Regions from separate parts of the Sus scrofa genome. Here region 1 is linked to region 2. The links are chromatin contacts, called in public HiChIP or PLAC-seq maps. All regions are on one chromosome and are shown on one strand. The core of a region is the stretch at or near the end of the contact, and the rest is flanking DNA. Distances in the headings are between cores, read along the strand shown. Region 1 holds the start of HMGB1 (high mobility group box 1). Region 2 holds the start of KATNAL1 (katanin p60 ATPase-containing subunit A-like 1).

What was found. HiChIP or PLAC-seq counts read pairs in DNA pulled down with a chosen protein or histone mark.
Region 1: an H3K27ac HiChIP or PLAC-seq map of skeletal muscle shows a contact between it and region 2. The contact joins the promoter of HMGB1 here to the promoter of KATNAL1 in region 2. A contact is called at or near these places in 1 of 5 promoter capture datasets (liver), 5 of 47 Hi-C or Micro-C datasets (embryonic fibroblasts, mesenteric adipose tissue, omental adipose tissue and 2 more) and 2 of 2 datasets of contacts at active chromatin or transcription factors (alveolar macrophages and skeletal muscle).

Annotation. Positions count from the first base shown.
Region 1 is chr11:7,197,867-7,201,035 of Sscrofa11.1, reverse strand. It overlaps HMGB1 (high mobility group box 1), which reads left to right and starts at 1,513. Exons shown (of 4, transcript NM_001004034.1): 1 at 1,513-1,670; 2 at 1,881-2,026; 3 at 2,520-2,694. The coding sequence starts at 1,521.
Region 2 is chr11:7,062,448-7,065,427 of Sscrofa11.1, reverse strand. It overlaps KATNAL1 (katanin p60 ATPase-containing subunit A-like 1), which reads left to right and starts at 1,257. Exons shown (of 13, transcript XM_021065541.1): 1 at 1,257-1,403.

The DNA.
Region 1 (3,169 bases), core at 264-2,763, 140 kb before region 2:
GCGCCGCGGCGCTCGCTGGAACATGGCTGACTCGGCCCGGCGCTGCTGGCTGGAGAGAAAACAAGGCGGCGGGCGGGCGGGGGAGCTGGGCGCAGCAGTTCCGAGGCAACTTTTTTTTTCCTCTTCTCGCAGCCCCGCGTCCTCCGTGCGGGGGCGGCGGGCCGCGCGGGCCGCGCGGAGGGAGACGGGGAGCGGCGGGTCGGGGGCGCCTCCCGGGGCGCCCCCCCCCCCGCGACGGGGGGAGGGGGAGGGTCCGGCGCGCGCCCCCCGCCCCTCCCCCCGGCCGTCATGGCCGAGTGTGTGCGCCAGAGCGCGGCGCGCACCCCGCCCGCCTGCTCGCACTCACACACACACTCACACGCTCACACACATACACACACACACACAAAGGGAAGGAGCCATATTCTCGCTCGCGCTCGCCCTCGCGGCGGCGGCGGCGGCGCAGGCGGGGAAGACGCGCAGCGGCCATTCCGTGCGCGCCGGGCCCGGCGGCCGCGGGCGGAGCCAGCCCCCATTTCGAGCGGGGCTGCTCCCTCCGCCGAGCTGACAAAATGGGGGAGGCCGGCGGGCCTGCGCGGGGAGGCGGGCGGGCGCACGTGGCGGCCCCGCGCGCGGCGCCGGCCTGGAGGCCGGGCCGAGGCCCCGCCGCCCCGGGCGGCCTCCCCTCGCTGCCCCGAAGTTGGCGGGCGGGGGGCCCCAGTGGCGGGAAGGTGTGCAGAGCCCGCCCCGCGCGCGCCCCAACTTTCACGGCTTTAAAAAAACACTCCCCTGGTGGTGGGGGGGGAGCGAGCTGTGAGCAGGAGTGGCTTTTGTCCCTCATCCTTGTTTACTCGAAGAAACTTCAGACCGGACGTGTTTAGTCAGAACTGAAATACATCTCGGGGCCAAAGCGATAGGAAGCTGCCTGGCGGTGGCAGCCGCGCAAATAGCACCGCCACCCCCAGCCTGGGTCCGAGCGCCGGAGCTTCCCCTTGCTCCCTCCTCCTAGCAAAGTTTTGTGCCAGAGAATATTTTAAAGTAATCCTTGGGAAAACTTTAGATGGGCGGTGATTTTGGCCCGTGATTTGGAAAGGTCTACTCACGTTGGCTCTTACCTATTTATTCCTTACGTGGTGCAGATCCATGTATCGGAAGCATTACTTTTCTGACCTTCAGTTTTGTTTGATTTTTAAAATCGTTTTTTTACCTTTAAATTTTTTTTTTTAGTGACTGGTTGGGTATTCGTCCAGAACAGATTTAGGCAGACAAGTAATAAATGCTGTATGAGTATACCCTTGTGTCTATACTTTTTTTCAGATCACACTGAAGAACCGTTTTTTGCTTGGTGTGGCCTTTTCTAGGAATTGGCTATCACTGCCATTTTCTTGCTTGATATTATGAGGGGTTAATGCCATTGCTGTATTAAATAACCAGTGCCTTGCTTTTTTTTCATTCACTCCCCAAGTGAAAATGCTCTTAGGTACCATAAATTTCATTCTTAACACCAATATTTAAATTTTTTTTTAGAAAAATAATTAAACATGGGCAAAGGAGATCCTAAGAAGCCAAGAGGCAAAATGTCATCATATGCATTCTTTGTGCAAACTTGCCGGGAGGAGCATAAGAAGAAGCACCCAGATGCTTCAGTCAACTTCTCAGAGTTTTCTAAGAAGTGCTCAGAAAGGTGGAAGGTAAGAGGGCTTAAGACCAACTAAGGTAATAAAGAGTGAAGTCTAACTGGAATTTTTTTTTAAAAGCCTCAGTACAATTTGCATAATGCCAGTGGTGATAGAGCAGGCTACTAAATAGTCAAGGACACTGGTTTAATTCATTTTAATACTTAGGACATTTTATTAAAATTTCATTATCAACTTAAGTTTACCAATTTGTTTTTTCTGTAGACCATGTCTGCTAAAGAGAAAGGAAAATTTGAAGACATGGCAAAGGCGGACAAGGCCCGTTATGAAAGAGAAATGAAAACTTACATACCTCCTAAAGGGGAGACAAAAAAGAAGTTCAAGGATCCCAATGCACCCAAGAGGCCTCCGTAAGTAACTTGCCTGTTTTTATTTTCAAGAAGCGTTGTGTGGTAGAATCAGACAAATTTAGCAAGTCACCTTGTGGATTTGGAGCCTGTAATGAGAGTTTCGTAGCTGATATTTTCTTATTGGTATATTTAAATACTGTAAATAAAACTTGGATGGCCCGTTTTAGCCAGAGTAGTGCAATTAGATACTGGCTTTCTTCACCCAATATATCTGAATGTAATTCTGGTCTCATTCTTTTATTTCTTGAGGAATATCCAACTGAAATAATGTTCAGAATGTTCTTTTGGAACTCTTAGCAATAATCAATAGTATATGTTCACTTAGTATCATAAGTTAATTATGTAATTAAGCTTTGGTTATGAGGTGTATTTAACCTGTTATGATATTTGTACCCTGTCAAATGCATGGTAAAAAATTAGAAGCAACTTCTACATAGCAATACAATGTACTTGTTTGAAACTCGTAGTTTTAAAATTGAATTTCTCTTTTTAGTTCGGCCTTTTTCTTGTTTTGTTCTGAGTATCGTCCAAAAATCAAAGGAGAGCATCCTGGCCTATCCATTGGTGATGTTGCAAAGAAACTGGGAGAGATGTGGAATAACACCGCTGCAGATGACAAGCAGCCTTATGAAAAGAAGGCTGCTAAGCTGAAGGAGAAGTACGAAAAGGTAGGAAGTATGGATTTGCTTGGTGTAGTCCTGAAAGGGTATGCCAGATGTTAGATGAATGACTACACTTGATACTTAATCTTAATTTCCTGTTTTATGGTTTCTAAGAGTTTGAGGTGTGATGCAGTTTTTAGTGTAACAGTTGTTCAGTATGCCATTGGCTGTGGTCTTAAGTCCCTTTCCATCTTTCAAAGAATATAGAAGGTCAAATATGTTATTAATGTTGTTTGACTTAACGTAATTTGACACAGGCATAGGCTGCCTACCTTTATGCTGGTTTGTTATTCTCCAGTATGTAGATTGATAAAAATTTTGGTAGTCACTTTTTTGAGTCAAGCAATTTTTATTTTTTAAGTGGTCAGACCCACAGAAATAGGTTGGGCAAAATAATATAGATCTGTATATTTGATAAACACCCTGAGACATGTATGTTGCTTCCCTTAGATTAAAAGAAAAAACTATTAAGTTAGAAAGT
Region 2 (2,980 bases), core at 8-2,507:
AAGCAAGGTACAGGGCTTTTCCATCACCACGGAAAAATTCCCTCTTCAGCCAAACCCCACCCTCAGCTCCGGCCTCCCACCTTCTGGCTCGTCTCACCGATGGGTTAAAGAACTAATATTTAAAAGTTACTGTTAAATGCCAGGCTTTGTTCTGGAAAGCTTCATCAGTATCAGTGCTTTTCTTTCTCACAAGCACTGTGAACTAGATTATTATCTCCACGTTGCAGATTAAAACGCTGAGCATCACTGCCCCCAGGTCTCAGCTACCAAGTGTAGTGGCAGGTAGGGGACTAAGAAGTGGGTTTTAGAAACCCCTGCTCTTAACCTCAGTTCAGACTATGGTGCATCTCCGCGATGGGTCATGGCCAGTCCACAAACGATTAAAGAAATATTATAGCTCAAAATTCAACTGAAGTCTCAGCCCCCCCCCCCCCGAATAATGCGTTGTATTTTACTAAATGGTTCATTTCTATCCTACTCAGAAAATGGCAGAAAGGGGGTGTGAAAAACTGCAAATTCGGTTTTACTGGTGAAACACTCCAAAAGAGGTGGCTTGGGTTCAAACAAGCCATAGGGCCTGGCCAGTGGGGGATGCCCAGAGGAGGATGGGCGGCGGGGGAGGGCCTGGACCAGCGACCTTTAAAGAGCCGGGCGCTGCTCCTTCCTCTGACGCCACAAGCATCCTCTCAGAATAGAGCAGGCATCGACGCGCGGGCGGAGGGGACGGACACGCGCCCTGCCACGGGGATTGGACGCTGCGGCGCAGGGCTCATCGGCGGTAAGAGAGCGCAATTCGTCACCGTCCTCCTCAATGTCACGCTCTCCCTCCGCTCCCAGACGCACCCTCGCGCCTCCCTGCCCCCGCACCCGGGCGGGTTCCCAGGCTCCTCCCTGGAGCTGACTCCAAGCCCCCGATTTCCTCCCCCGCCCCGCCGTGCGGACCACAGCTGCCATGGCAACCGTACGCCGCCGCCGCCACCGCCTCTCCACGCACGTCGCGAACTAACGGACTCCGCGGCGGCTGCGGCCTGTGCCCCACCCCCACCCCACCTGCCCCGCAGCAAAACGGTCGGCCGACCTGCGGCACCTAGGTAATGAATCTGAGGGAGACGGGCGCCAGCAAGCCAGCCCGTGGTGAGGTCCCCGGGTTGAAAGTCCCTCCCCGGCCCCCGCCTCAGCAGACCCGGGGGCAGTGCGCGGCGGGACAGGCAGTGCGTGCCGGCGGGAGGGGGAGCGCCGCGGGGCGCGGAGCACTATGGGGATTGTAGTTCGGCGGCTCCTCAGGCTTGTGGCCTGGTGGGGCGGCCTGGATGGGCGGCCTACAGAGCCCGGCGGCCCCGACGACTGAGAAAGACCGATAAAGTTTGAGCGGAGCCGGAGAGGGACCAGTCTCTCTCTTTGTGGTGAGGGGGCTTGTGGGGGGTCGCGGAACGGCGTTCTGAGCGCTGGGAAGGGGAAGCGGAGGCGAGACCTGGCCTTTTCGCCCTCCTTTCGGCCCGCCCCGACTGCAGCGTTGGCCCCACCCCGGCCGGGCCGCCGCCCCGAGTAGCCTCGGGGAAGAGCGGCCGCCCGGCTGCTGCAGGGCCTCGGGCCTTCGGCACCTCTCATCCTCCCAGGTTGCTGCCTCGCGGTGCAGAACCGTAGGTATGGCACACTTTTGCTGGGAGACCTGGAAAACTGTTTTAACAGGCTTTTCTCCTTTTCCTGATACGTTTATTTCTAGGTATTTGATCAGTTTCACTCTGAAGCAGTTCAGAGGTGTTTGCATTAATTAAACCCTCTGATTAATAATTACTCAAAGGGCAGTAATATTTAAAGGTTAAATGTAGAAGTGGATGAAAGGTACAGTGCTGATAGATAGTAGTGTCTGATATTTTTACCGTGTTGCATTTTGCATTTTATTTATTGAGTCAAGATTACAAAATGAGAACCCCTTCCACCCCCCCCAGCTTAAACACTGCCAGCACACATTTTGATTCCATCTTAAAGGTTACATTAAATTACTAGTGTTTTTCAAAGTGTAGACTTTTTATTTTTTTTCTTTTTAAGCAGTAGTGATAAATATTTTCTTTGACTAGCCCAGTGTTCTCAGGAGAATAAAAAACACCTTTTTCTTTCTTCCTCCCTCCCCCTTCCTTCCTTTTTCTTTTCTTTCCTTTTTTCTAATGCTCTGGAATACACCTTGGCTCCTAAAGTTTGCTCAGGCCGTGATAGTAAGGAAAATTAACTCTGAAACAGATTTAGAAAACCTGCCTTGTCTACCTTTTAAAATTTTTCAATAGGTAGATAAGCATCCTAGAAATTTGGTATTTTTGCAATAGTATGTTGGGAAATAGCTGATGTGGGCTTATTTTATGTGTGTGATTTAGACAAGAAAACATAAGGCCACTATAAAATTCCTTTTCTCTTGATTAAATGAAGCTGGTCTCTATAAACTTAAAGTAGCGATTTTGTATGAGGAGATTAAAAAGTAGGTTTAATAAGGTCACTAGAAAAAAAATCAGCGCTTTGTGTTATACAGTATAGGGGTTTGAAGTATTTTATTTATTCATTTAAAATTTAAGGACCTGTTGTGTGCCAGGTATTGTGCCAGATTGTGGAATAAAGAGATGCTAGAAGATAATCTGTGCCCTGCATGGGCAAACGGCCATGTCACATCATCAGTGTGATAGAGCTCGTGTAAGTTGCTATACCCCCCAGAGTGTGAACACATAGTAATGTCATGGTAATATGTATTGAGTACTTACTCTGTGGGAGGCACTCTGCCACATGTTTTGGATGTAGCCCCTTATTTAATCCTTAATCCTTGCGAAGTAGCTGTTATTTAGAGATGAGGAAACAGCCTTAGAGACCTTGCCCAAAGTCATCAGTGTGAACCTGGGGTTTCAACCCAGGTGAGTCTAATTCATCTAAATCATAATCTCAACCACTGATGCCATTCTCTGTACCCTTTGGTCCTTGCCTCAGGAGATTAGCAGAA